Regions from separate parts of the Sus scrofa genome. Here regions 1 and 2 are each linked to region 3. A link is a contact called in public Hi-C data. All regions are on one chromosome and are shown on one strand. The core of a region is the stretch at or near the end of the contact, and the rest is flanking DNA. Distances in the headings are between cores, read along the strand shown.

Evidence for each region. A called contact is a pair of places that touch in the nucleus more often than the background predicts.
Region 1: a contact with region 3 is called in a Hi-C map of alveolar macrophages, with 2.7 times the contacts expected there. The contact joins the promoter of VSX1 here to the enhancer-like site in region 3. A contact is called at or near these places in 3 of 5 promoter capture datasets (fetal liver, fetal skeletal muscle and liver), 19 of 47 Hi-C or Micro-C datasets (alveolar macrophages, blood, embryonic fibroblasts and 11 more) and 1 of 2 datasets of contacts at active chromatin or transcription factors (skeletal muscle).
Region 2: a Hi-C map of alveolar macrophages shows a contact between it and region 3, with 5 times the contacts expected there. The contact joins the promoter of ACSS1 here to the enhancer-like site in region 3. A contact is called at or near these places in 3 of 5 promoter capture datasets (fetal liver, fetal skeletal muscle and liver), 19 of 47 Hi-C or Micro-C datasets (alveolar macrophages, blood, embryonic fibroblasts and 11 more) and 2 of 2 datasets of contacts at active chromatin or transcription factors (alveolar macrophages and skeletal muscle).

Annotation. Positions count from the first base shown.
Region 1 is chr17:30,853,959-30,857,844 of Sscrofa11.1, forward strand. It overlaps VSX1 (visual system homeobox 1), which reads right to left and starts at 2,056. Exons shown (of 5, transcript XM_003359919.3): 1 at 1,633-2,056. The coding sequence starts at 2,056.
Region 2 is chr17:30,837,817-30,842,001 of Sscrofa11.1, forward strand. ACSS1 (acetyl-coenzyme A synthetase 2-like, mitochondrial) reads right to left here and starts at 1,983. Exons shown (of 14, transcript XM_001927113.6): 1 at 1,614-1,983. The coding sequence starts at 1,899.
Region 3 is chr17:30,727,803-30,731,965 of Sscrofa11.1, forward strand. No RefSeq gene overlaps it. Among named protein-coding and RNA genes, the nearest start is that of CST7, 28 kb to the right of the region's middle. Within about 2 kb of position 1,724, at least 11 of the 83 cell types and tissues checked have an H3K27ac peak or open chromatin away from gene starts, as enhancers often do. A contact at or near this core is called in alveolar macrophages and retroperitoneal adipose tissue, where this site is marked.

The sequences.
Region 1 (3,886 bases), core at 806-3,305, 130 kb after region 3:
GAAGATTAGAAGACCAAACTATTGGCAGATTCATTGTTAAAAAAAATATTTGCTTCAAAACACTAAAAAGTGAATTAATAATGGCAAAAAACAGTAAAATAATGTTTTACTTCTACATCAATTAGTTCACCAGAAACTTGGATTACAATATAGTATTTGTGCTGTCCAGTCTGGACACATAAGTTTTTTGAGATATGAAATGTGGCCCATCTGAATTGAGACCTGCTGTAAATGTGAAATATTTGGTGTATTTTGAAGATCTAATACCCCCAAATAAACTATTAACAATTTTTATATTGATTACATGTATAATAATATTTTCTGTGTATTGAATTAAATAAAATACAGTATTTAGGTTTGTTTCACCTATTTATTTCTCCTTTTCCAGGTAGGTTTGAGAAATTTTCATTACTCTTGAAGTCACATGTTTCTACTGGACAGTGTTGGTCTTGATCTTGCAGAAATGCCCTCATAGACTAGGATGTGGTGGCATTTTGCCTTCAGCTTTGTCAGTATTCACAGAGAAAGAACCCACCCTATGAAGGTGGTCTCTGCATTTCTAGTGAAACAACTACTAGAGGGCTTCATTTTATCTTACCTAGAGACTCATGAAATAAAGTCCATTCATTTTTTACCTTTATTTTTATTTTTACCTTCTCATCTGGGGTACATGAAAGTTCCCAGGCTAGGGCTTGTATCATAGCCGCCGCAACATCAGATCCCAGCAGCACCTGAGACCTACACTGAAGCTTGTGGCAGAGCGCTGGATTCTTAACCCACTGAGTGAGGCCAGGGATGGAACCCCCATTCTCACAGAGACAACCATCGGTTTTTAACCCACTGAAGAGACAGCAGGAACTCTCATAACGTGAAAGCTGGCCTGCCTCTGATCCAATCTGCTTCCTCTAGACATCGATAGAGAGCCATGTAAACCTGCCTTGGCTGAGGGATGCTCAGCTCTGGGGTCTATACAAAGTTTATGTGCGCCCACCTTTTCGCTGGTAATTCTTAGTTCTCTCCCCCCTCCCGCCCCAAATCTCTCTATTTCATGGCCGTGTCTTTATAGAGTTCCACTGCTCCCTTCTCTTCTCCACTATCCTCCCTGACTTCTCTGAGGAGCCCGGCACTGCTGCCATAGACCGAGGAGCTTGTTTCTCCTGAGCCAGAGGGGCAGAGAAGCGCGGGACCCCCACGCCTATTTCAACTCTAGGAGGACAGTTCCAGGCCTCCACCTCGTGCTCTTCAAAGGCCAGTCAATGAGTCCATCAATTCAGGGAATGCTCAAGCGCTGGTTGGTACTGGGTTCGGTGTGCTGACAAACCAGGCGGGCCCAGGCCTCCCAACCTCCGCTGTTCCCTGATCCTCGCGGGGAACACTCCCCCACCCCCAAGACCCCAGGGCAGATTCGCACCGGGTTGTAGGGGTGTGTGCAGGGCGGCGGCGACCAGGCCCAGAGGAGAGGCAGGGATGTGGGCAAAGCCAAGGGCAGAGGGTGCTCCCTGGCGGGGCCACTCTGGGGTCCCGACTTCCCTGGATCTGGGGAGATGAGGTGGGGCTCGGCGGGGTGCTGAGTGTCACCCTGCGCACCACGCCGAGGCAAGGGGCAGGAGCGGCACGGACTGGCCTCATTACCGGACGTCGAGACGCTCTCGCTGCGCTTCTGACGGATGCTCGTGGGCGGTGAGCGGCCGAGGACGTGCGGGGCGGGGGGCTCAGGCCCCTCGGGCGGCAGGAACGGCACATCGGCTAGAAGCAGGCAGGGCGCCCCGGCAGCCGCAGGGGGCTGCGCACCGAAGCTGCAGAGGAGGCCGAATCCCAGCGGGAGGGCCCCGCGCGCCAAGCCAGAGTCCCCGAGCCCTGGACCGGCGCAGGGGGCAGCCGCGGGGCCTTCGCAGCAGGATCCCGGCCCAGGGCCTGCAGGTGCAGGCAGCTCGGCCTCCAGGCCCAGCAAGTCAGTGATGGCGAAGCCCCGGGGGCGCGAGCCAGTGGGCGGGCCTCCGGGCACCAGCGCCCTGCTCCTGGCACACCCGTCGGAAAGCGCGTCCCGGCCAGTCATGGCTTACTGGGCGGCGGGGCTGAACTCTCTCGGTCACCTTTGCGGAGGGGGCGCAGTTCTGAGGACGCTTTATACAGTCAGGAGCCAGGAGGGCTCCAATCAGCGGGGTGCGGGCGCGTCACGCCTCGGACCCCGCGAGATGGGGACGCCACCAGTTCCCCTCCCTTCGGTCGCCGCCCTCCCAGCTGCAGTCCCGTCAATCGGCCCCCATCCCTCTCCCCTCTCCTTTCCAATTGTCCCTCTGCCCACCCTGTTCTTGGTGGGAGGAAAATAGAGAGGGGAGGACCGGCTCTCTGGCCATCTCTCTAAGAGCCGCAGGTTCCAGATCCCGGCGTGGTCTTCTCTCCCCTTCTCGGCTCTCGGGTGGAGGCCCCTGCTTGCAGCTGCCCTGGAGCCTCCCTGCCCCCATCCAGTCACTCGTTAAGACCTAGGGCCTATTCCCTGCCGCTCTTTGACTACTATCACTAAGACCCCCGCCAGCCCTCCAACACTACCGTCACCGCGGACAAGACCTTCCTCGAAATTCCCAAGGGGAAAGGAGTGGAAAACGTTTATTTAATCAGTGCCCACTCCACCTCCAGCCATTGGCGGAGGCTGGCCATCGGCGCCATCGGGCCATCAGCTTGTCGCAAAATTCACTGGAGCTGGAGAAGGAATAGGAAACAGAGGCTGGGGCAGATGGACCCCGCCGGAACTGCGGGGAAGGGCGCCACGTTTAGCAAACTAAATTCCAGGAGGTGCAGTGAAATCACAATTTCAGATGAAGTCACTTTAGAAATATGTATAAGAACGTATCTGTATTTTATCTGGCGACTCCTAAATGGGGAGAGTAAATTGGAAAATTGGGCCTGTGTACTGAGACCCATCCCACTTCACGGAGGCTAACAAATTATTGTTTCATGATTATTCAAAGAAAGCCTGATTTTCATGTGAAATGCCCGTGTTTGTTCAAGATGCAAAACGAAGCACGTGGGTAAAATTCTCCTGGCTCACACGCCAAAAAGTTGAGCCCACCCAACCAGATTCGCTGGGAGCCCTGAGCCCACCCTTCTCAAACAAGGAAGGAGGGAAGCAAAACCTGTCATTCCCACCCTGAGGGCGAGCAGCCGGCGGCCGCCCAGCGAGGGACGCAGCAGCTCTCCCAGCGCCCCGCGGACGCCTCTCGGGTCTCTGCGCGCCTCCGAGGCCGAGGGGAAACCCGAGCAAAGGGGATCTCCCGCTGGCCACGCCTGGGGCTGGATCCTCTGCAAACCCAAGGATTAAACCAGGGGCTTCCGATAAAGATAATTACAAGAGGCTGCGCATTAACTTTTCATTATTAAAAGAAGACCCAAATCTCTCCTCGCAAGCTGTTCCCTGGATTAACAAAACAATAACTTTCCTTTGGGATAATTGTCCTTTGAGTCGCTCCGGGTCGGGGGCAGCTTTAGAAGCCGGCGTCCTTTTTGGCTCCGCCAGGAATTTCTCCCCAAATTTATCTCTGGGTTTAGGGAAAGGTGTTGAGTGTACAGAACCCAGCCAAAATGCTCTGGCTCTTGGCCCGGCAAAGCAGTAGTTTGTGAATCAGAATTTGGGGCCGCAGTTAAGGATGACATTTAAGATGCACATATTTACAGACTGTGCTGGGGAGCTGGTGGGACAAACACACCTAAAGGTGGCCCCGCCCGGGGCATTGGCAGGATCGGGTCTCAGAGGCAGATGTGTGCTCGCGGTGTCTGCTGCTAGGACAGCCGAAGGCTCCCCCTCGCCTGGGCCCAGGATTCCAAGTCTCTGAACACAGCCTCTGCCAGGGGAGGCCTCGAGTAGATGGCCATAGACCCAGAGGTACCG
Region 2 (4,185 bases), core at 733-3,232, 110 kb after region 3:
GGGTGGCATACGCATTTGGGGTAAGAACACAGCTGAAAAGCTCTTTTGCTATGTGACAGCTTTCTGAAGCTCAGTTGCTAAGGGAGCCATAGGGAGAAATAAGTGTAGGAAAAAAGGTGGAAGAGTTGAGCACTGACCACATCTTGGACCTGACCCTGACAGAGTGAGGCTCATGAGGTTCTGCCTGCCTGTCCCATGAGACCCGTCCCCAGTCTTATCTGAGCATGAGAGGTAGCAAGTGCTCAGGAGCCAACCTTGAATGTCCCAGCAGCCTCAGTCTCCCAAGTCCAAGGCAGCTTCCAAAGCAACTGCAGCCTCCTGCCCCTGCCTCTGCACGTATCTCTCCCCATCCAGGGCGCGTTCCTCCAACCCTGCACATCCAAGGGTTTGGGGGTTTTCCCACTAGTTCAAGGACACTTGCTGCTGACTCAGTTTTAGAGAAAACGCTTATCTACTAAGTGAGTCATTTTGATTAAACCAGTAAAACAATACACAATATGAAAAAAAAATCTGGTCCAAAGTTCTCTTAAGTGTCTCTGTTTGAAAAATAACTGAAAGATACTAGCTATTATTTTACGGCTATTTCTGAATTTTATGAGTTAAAATTACTACTATTTATTAATCGCCAATAAGTGCTGGGACCGGTCCATACTTCTGCGTACTTTGTCCTTACAACCAGCCCCTTCAGGTGGGCATTACCACCCCCAGTCTACCCAGGAGGAGACTGAGGCTCAGAGGTACAGAGCAACTGGGCCAGTAGATGGTGGAGCCTGGGAGACTCAGACCCCCACTTCCCAATTCAGGCCTTGGTCATGAAGACCTACAGTTCCTTTCCTCAAACAACCCAGACCCCACTTACCTTTCCCCGTTCCCCTCTGACCACCCTGCCCGGCTGCCCACACCCAGGCCAGACCTTGCCAGGCTGGCCGCAGCCTTAGTTCCCGGGCCTTCTCCCCTAGCTGGGCTGGGGAAGGGGTTACTCTCCCCTCTACCCGATCCCAAATCCTGACAGCGCGTGGCGGGATTCAGTCTCTGCAGAGACCCGAGGACTGACGGGCAGTGGAGCTGGTTTCTGGGGTCCCAAACGCACCGGGACTAAAGCCAGCGCCGTGGGTCTTCCGGGCGAAGGTGAAACTGAGAACTGGGAGGCCCCACCACTGCTTCCTTCCCGGCTGCGAGCCGATTCCGGCTACGGGTCGATTCTGGCTACTGGCGGGGCTCTCCTCCTCGGCCACCCGCCACAGCTCGATTTGTTTACACGGGCAGGGCTGCTCCCCAAGCGAGTCGCCGGCCCGCACCTGGCGGTGGCAACAGCCAAAAGCTTCTCGGTGCTATCTCCCGCCGGGACGGGAGCAGGAAGTCCGGCTCCGGGGTCCCCGCGCCCTCCACCCCCGCTCGGCGCAGGCGTCTCACTGCCTCCCGCGGGCGCGCACGGCATGGGGCGCCGGGACCCCGTTCAACGTGGGGGGTGCCGGCCGGGTGGCAGGGGAGTGGGCCGGGCTGGGCCGGTGGGTGGGGGCGGGGTGACGGCGCCGCACGCCCGAACGCTGAGGAGGGGGCGAGTGCGGCAGCCGTCGCCGAGCTCGGGCGCCAGGGTCCCCGAGCCCACTCACCGGACACATTTAACTGGCCTCCCAGGAACCAGCCGATCTTGCCGCTGCGGAAGTCGCAGTCGCTCACCGTGTGGTAGGGGGTGTCCCACACGAGCACGTCCTTCGCCAGCGGCCCCCAGAAGGCGGCCGGCTCGCGCGCGGCCAGCGCGATCCGCTCCTGATAAGAGCCGGGCGGCGCGGCGGGGGCGCTGCTCCAGAGACGGGGGACCCCGGGGCCCCGAGCCCCCACCCCGCGAAGGCCGCCCAGGAGCCGCCCGACGCCGCAGCCCAAGCAACGGGCAGCCATCGCGCCTCAGAGCCCCTCGCGGCTGTGGCGACCCAGCCCTCGCGCGCCCGCGCCCCGCTTCGGCCCCGCCCCGCCTCCCGCCCCGCCCCGCCCCCCGCCCCTCCTGTCTGAAGCTGCCTCCCGACACTCCCCGCCCCCGCTCCGCCTCTGACCACCGCCCCCCCCTCCGCCCTGCCCTGTCCCACCCCTCTTCACCCCACGCAGAGCTGGGCTGCGAAGGGAGGTGGAGCCCCTGTGGAAGTGGAGTTGGGAGCGCGGCGGCGGAGGGGGTCCCCTGCCGGGCTGCCGGGGTTTCAGTTGATGCGTCCCCGACGAGTTCCGACGGCTGCGCCGTTTTGTCAACCGCAGATCTGCGCGGGCAATGCAGGCTCTCCTGGGAGCTGGAAACCGTCGCGGGTGGGAGGGAGCCGGCACAGATGTTAGTGACCCGCGGAGCGAGGCGCACAAGTTGCTCCAAGGACCACTCGTCAGGTTTGGTCGGTTCAGCATCTCAGAGGCTGAGAGCAAAGTGTTCATCCCTTTGTGGGGCCTCGAGATTGAATGCTTGAGCGGCCTGGGTGGCCTGTACGCCTTCCCCCAAAACATACACAAGTAGTCCCCGTGGGCTAAGTGGGCTGGTCAGGGGTCCTCGGACCAGGAGACTGTAAGACCTTGGGTCTGGGATCTGGTGCTTTTATACAGCAGAGAAGCAAACATTCCACCAGCCATGATTGATTTGGAACCGTGGGAGTTCTCAAGCGCAGCTCCAGCATCTGTGGCCTGAGGTCAAAATCTGAAGTTTCTAGCTCTGTATCCCGGGACCAGTTCCTTAACCCCTCTGTGCCTACACCGACTCCACTACTGAGTTCCCTGGTTACCCCTTCCAGGCTGCACATTTCAGACGCCGACTCGTTTATTCTTTAAGCAGCCCTGGGGAGGTAAACAAAAGTAATGTCTCCCTGGGGGGAGGAGGGTCTCCCAGGGGACCCAGTAGTGAAGGCTGTGTTCCTGTTGTCAAGCTGGGAAAGATAGTGGGAAACCCACAGAAACTTGTGGCAACTAGACTCTTAAATATTACAACAAGCACACAAAGTAAACATGTAATGTAAACAGAAGGGAGAGGGGATTTTTGAAAACTGGTTGGTCGAGTGCTTTGGGTTTAGCATAGATCCCTTCCTGTTAGCAGTAGGAGGTATTTGTGCTGTCAGTCAGCCCCAGCACGTGTGCCTGTGTGCCTGTGTGTGTGTGTGTGTGTGTGTGTGCTCACCCTCCTGCTACTGCTTTTTAAGGCTGGGAAACCAGTGATAACAGCTAGCACTAGACATGGGTCCTGCTCTGTGCTGAGCATTTACTTGCAATTTTTACTTAATTTAAAAATTATCTGGTTCTGGACTTTCCGTGTGGCTCACGACATAACTATTCAGCATTGCTTCTACAGTGGCTGTGGCTCAACCCCTGGCTCAGGAACTTCCATATGCCACAGGTGCTTTAAAAAAAAAATTATCTAGTGCTATCAAGTGCTGCCAACTCTCAACTCTCAAGTGGAACAAGGGACTCACTGAGCAGAGAGAAATAAACAGAATTGCTAAAAAGCACGTGGTGCCAGCACACCCACTCCCACCTCAATATCCCCCTCACTTGGCCTAAATCATCATTTTAAATAGATTAAGTAAATTGCAACAGAGAAAGACCTTAACTGTGGCCCAGGGGTGGGGGGAGTTGTCCCCAAAGATGGCCGCTAACACTTCACTCCCTGATGTAAGAGGCTCCCCTACAAGAAGAGTCTGTGTCCCCCACAAGTGGGCAAGCACTGCCATTCCCACTGTCCCAGGTCCAGACCCCACAAGATCACAGCTGCAGCCCCTGTGCTCTTGGAACCCAGCCCCATGCTGGAAGTGTCGAGCCTTCTGGAGGAAGAGATTCTTGGAGAGAACAATGGAAAAAGTACATAGAACTGACAATACTTTAAAATAAAGGAGCACAAAGCTGGCATTTCCTTCAAGTTGGATAAAGAGAGGTGATTGTGTGTTCAGAAAACTGCGGAACCATCCAAGTGGCACAGAATTGCACTTCCTAAAGCCCAAGCTACCCAAGCTGAGGCCACTGAAGCCAAGGCCACCAGCTGCCTCCTAGAAGCCACCTTCTGGGAACTACAGCAGGTGGAGCCACACTGCACCACGCGTTTGGCCACGACCATGGCCAGAGAGCTGCTTCCCACCGGTCCTCCCGTTCTGAGGGAGCTGCTGCTGGCCAGGCAGTGCTGGTCATGGATGCCTGTGCCTCTAAGATGGGCAGGGTCTTCAGTGT
Region 3 (4,163 bases), core at 474-2,973:
ATCAATCATCCAGTCCACAAGATTTACCTACATAGAACTAAGCAAAGTATTTTTTCCAATTTGAATTTGCTTGTTTTTTCTGTACCTGTGGTTTCCTCCACTTTTCTCATTTTGAGTTGTCCTCTCTTGAACTGAGTTCATTGTGTCTGTGCATGTGCGTGTGTGTGTGTGTGTCAGGCACATGCATAGGGCTTATGAGTGTTCACACACGTGCGTCTCAAGTCCACTTGAGATTACTTTTTATGTCTCATTTTCTGTTTTCAAATTCACTAGTTCCTGCTTTTATTGTACTTAATTACCTGTCTCACCTTTTCCAAGGCTAACTTTGTTGGGATTTTTAGTTTGTCCAAACTGAATGCTCACTTTATTTATTTTTCATCACACTTGTCAACAAGTAACCAAGGAAGCCATCTGTTCTGGGCTTTTCTTTGTGAGAAGCTTTTTATGACCAAAGCAACCTCTTGTTGTTATTCAGATTTTCTATTTCTTCGTGAGTCAGATTTAGCAGTTTGTGTCTTTCTAGGAGTGTGTCTATTCCCTATAGATTACCCAAAGTGTTGTCACACAATTATTCCCCCTCGTGCCCCTTATAATCAGCCCTGAATAATGTCTCCTGCTCACCCCAATTAGAGTCACTCTTCCTCTCTTGATCAGTCTTCCTGCAGTTTGCCAACTGTGTTCGTCTTTTCAAAGAACTGACTTTGGGTTTTGTGAATTTTCACTGTTGTTTTCTGCCTATTTCATGTACTTCCACCCTATCTTTATTATTTACTTGCTGATGCTATGTTGAGTTTAGTGCTCTGCTTTTCTAGTTTCTCAAGTGGTTAGGTTCCTGACTTTAGGTATTTCTTCTTTAATATAGGCATTTCTGGATGGAAATTTCCCTCTGACACTGCTTTCACTGGTCCATAAATTCTGCTACTGTGTCTTCATTTTCATTCATCTCAAAGTATTTTCCAATCTCCATGATTCTTTTTGACCTATTGGTCCTTTAGGAATGTATTGTTTCATTTCCACGCTTTTGTGAAATTTTCAAATTTCCATCAGAGCTGATTCCTAATGTCATTCCGTCGTGGAGAGCATCCTCTGTACGATTTAAATCCTTTGAAAGGCACTTGCTTTGCAGCCTCACATGCTGTCTGCTCTGCAGGTTCCCAGTGTGTCTCCAGCTACCGTTGGGTGGACTTGTGCAGACAACTGTGAGGCATCCCTGTTTCAGGTGCTGGGTTCCATTTGCTGTTCTAGACATTGCTGCAAATGAGATGCTGAGTCCCCAACTTTTATTTTGAATTGCCTTATTCCCCTCTTTCAATCTGCCTGTTTTGCTTCCTATATCTTGGAACTCTTATCACGGTTATGCCGTTTTGGTGGATTTTCTGTTTCATCATGGTAAAACATACTTAACTTTCTTGAGTGACGGCTTTTGCCTTAAACCCTATTTTTTCTGATATTAGTACAGCTCCTCCCATTCTCTTTGGGGGGCTGTTTGCAGGGAACAGCTCATTTCTTCCTTTCATTTTCAATTGATGTGCATCGTTAAGTCTCAAGTGTGACTTTTTCAGTCATTATACCATTGGATCATGGTTTTTGATCTGCTCTTCCATTCTCTGCTTTTTCTTTGCAAAGTCTGACCCATTTACAAACCTGCCTTCACCACTGGAGACCACAGCAGAGACTCATCTGACCTCCTACCCACAAAGCATAAACAATTACTCATTCCACTCCTTACCAAGGCATCCTCAAGAAAACTGTGACCTGCCCATGACCTCTCCTCACTGGGCTCAGCTTCCTCCTCTGCAGGAGAAGTTGGGGCAGATGCTGAGTCTTTTTTTTTTTTTCCTTTGCTATTTTAGACCCACACCCATGGCATACAAATGTTCCCAGGCTAGGGGTTGAATCAGAGCTGTAGCCACCAGTCTACACCAGAGCCACAGCAACATGGGATCCAAGCCACGTCTGCGACCTACACCACAGGTCACGGCCACACTGGATCCTTAACCCACTGAGTGAGGCCAGGGATCGAACCCGCATCCTCATGGATCCTAGTTAGGTTTGTTAACCGCTGAGCCATGAAGGGAACTCCGACACTGACTCTTCTTTTGACCGTCCACCTGTCCAGGGAGAGGCCTGCTCCCGGACCTCCCTCCTGCCTCCATCACTCAGGGCACAGGGGGGAGACTGGAAGGACCATGCTTCACAAACAACAAAATTACAGTGATGGTGATGAGACCTCGTTTTCCCTCTAAGCTCCAGATACCTGGAGGTGTCACCCAACAGCCTAACAGCCCCCCAGTATCTGTGCCCAGAGCTGAGTCAGGAGCTGACATTGGACCCCTACCTCCCTGTGAGTCATAAGCACCTGCCACTTCCACCCACCAAACCTGAGTCCTGCCACCCCCTCCCCCTGCTGCCTGTCCTCTGCCCTCTCCACGTGCCACAGGACACCTGCCTGCCACCCAAAAGCTCCTGTGACCTCCTCACTGAGGCCTTGCTGGCTCACCACCTCCCCTCCTCCTACCCAGACGCCCCTCGACGCACAGACCGTCCTGCAGTTTCCCTGAGACGGTGCCACCCAAGCCTGCACCCCAGCAGCTCCCCCACCTGCACTGGGTCCTGGACAGCGTTTTAACAAAACTGACCTCACATATTTTTCAGATTACATTTACCTTTTTCACCGTAATATATAACTTCATATATATTGTAAATATTGGCATTTTAAAAAAACCTCTTAGATCTCTTTAGAATGTATGCCATAGAAAACAAATTTCATACCAGTTTAAGACCCACCATTATCCATTAAAAAATACATGAGCAATAATAATAATATATAAGGAAGTTCCACACCAGTAGTCAGAAATTTTACGCCTTCTTTTCTCCTTAACCAGAGTTCCACTCCACTTCCCTCACAGAATTTTATACTCATGTCACAGAATTTCATGCTCAAGGTGCTTTATTATCATCCTCATAAAATTCTGTAGCAGAAACATGTATATACATCAAAATTATTTTATTTCCTATGACTAAAAGGTCTAGGTATTTTAGGGTTTTTTTATTTATTGATTTAATCTTTTGTCCTTTTAAGACTGAACCGGCGACATGTGGAGATTCCCAGGCTAGGGGTCTAATCTGAGCTGTTGCTGCTGGCCTACACCAGAGCCACAGCAATGCCACACCAAGCTACGTCTGTGACCTACACCACAGCTCACGGCAACACCAGAGCCTCAACCCACTAAGCGAGGCCAGGGATCAAACCCACAACCTCACGGTTCCTAGTCAGATTCGTTTCCGCTGCACCACGATGGGAATGCCTATTTTTATTTTTTTAATTTTATTTTTATTTATTTATTTATTTTGTCTTTTTGTCTTTTCTAGGGCTGCTCCCATGGCATATAGAGGTTCCCAGGCTAGGGGTCTAATCAGAGCTATAGCCACCAGCCTATGCCAAAGCCACAGCAACATGGGATCCGAGCTGCGTCTGCGACTCACACCACAGCTCACGGCAACACCAGGTCCTTAATCCACTGAGCAAGGCCAGGGATCAAACCCACAACCTCATGGTTCCTAGTTGGATTTGTTAACCACGGAGCCACGACGGGAACTCCTATTTCTTTAATTTTATGGCCATACCCACCAGCATATGGAAGTTCCTGGGCCGGGGATCAAATCTGAGCCAGAACTGCGACCTACGCCACAGCTGCAGCAACACCGGATTCTTATCCCACTGCCGGGGCCAGGGATCAAACCCACCCTCTACAGCAACATAAGCCGCTGCAGTCCAGCTCTTAACCCACTACACCAGAGCAGGAACTCCATAAAATTTGATTTTCATTATAATTATTGATATTACTGAGCAAGTCAAGATAATAGAGTAGAAATTTTGATTAGTTACTACATAGAACAAGTGAGGCTGAATGCGAGAGCATCTCCTAAGGAGATGGCGGTTCTGCAGTTGTTGCCGTTTCCTGAGGGGCTGCCCCCTAATCAAGAAGGGACAGGAGGGCTGGTCCAGAGGGCCTCTGAGCCCCTTCTCCGGTCTTTCACATCAATGCAAACCTGCTGTGTAATCTTCTTTCCCACGGGAGCCTCGCTCTGGGTGGACGTTGCCGCTGCCTAGAATCAGCAGGGCTGATGTGGCACCCCTTCTATCTTCACCTTTGTTTTCG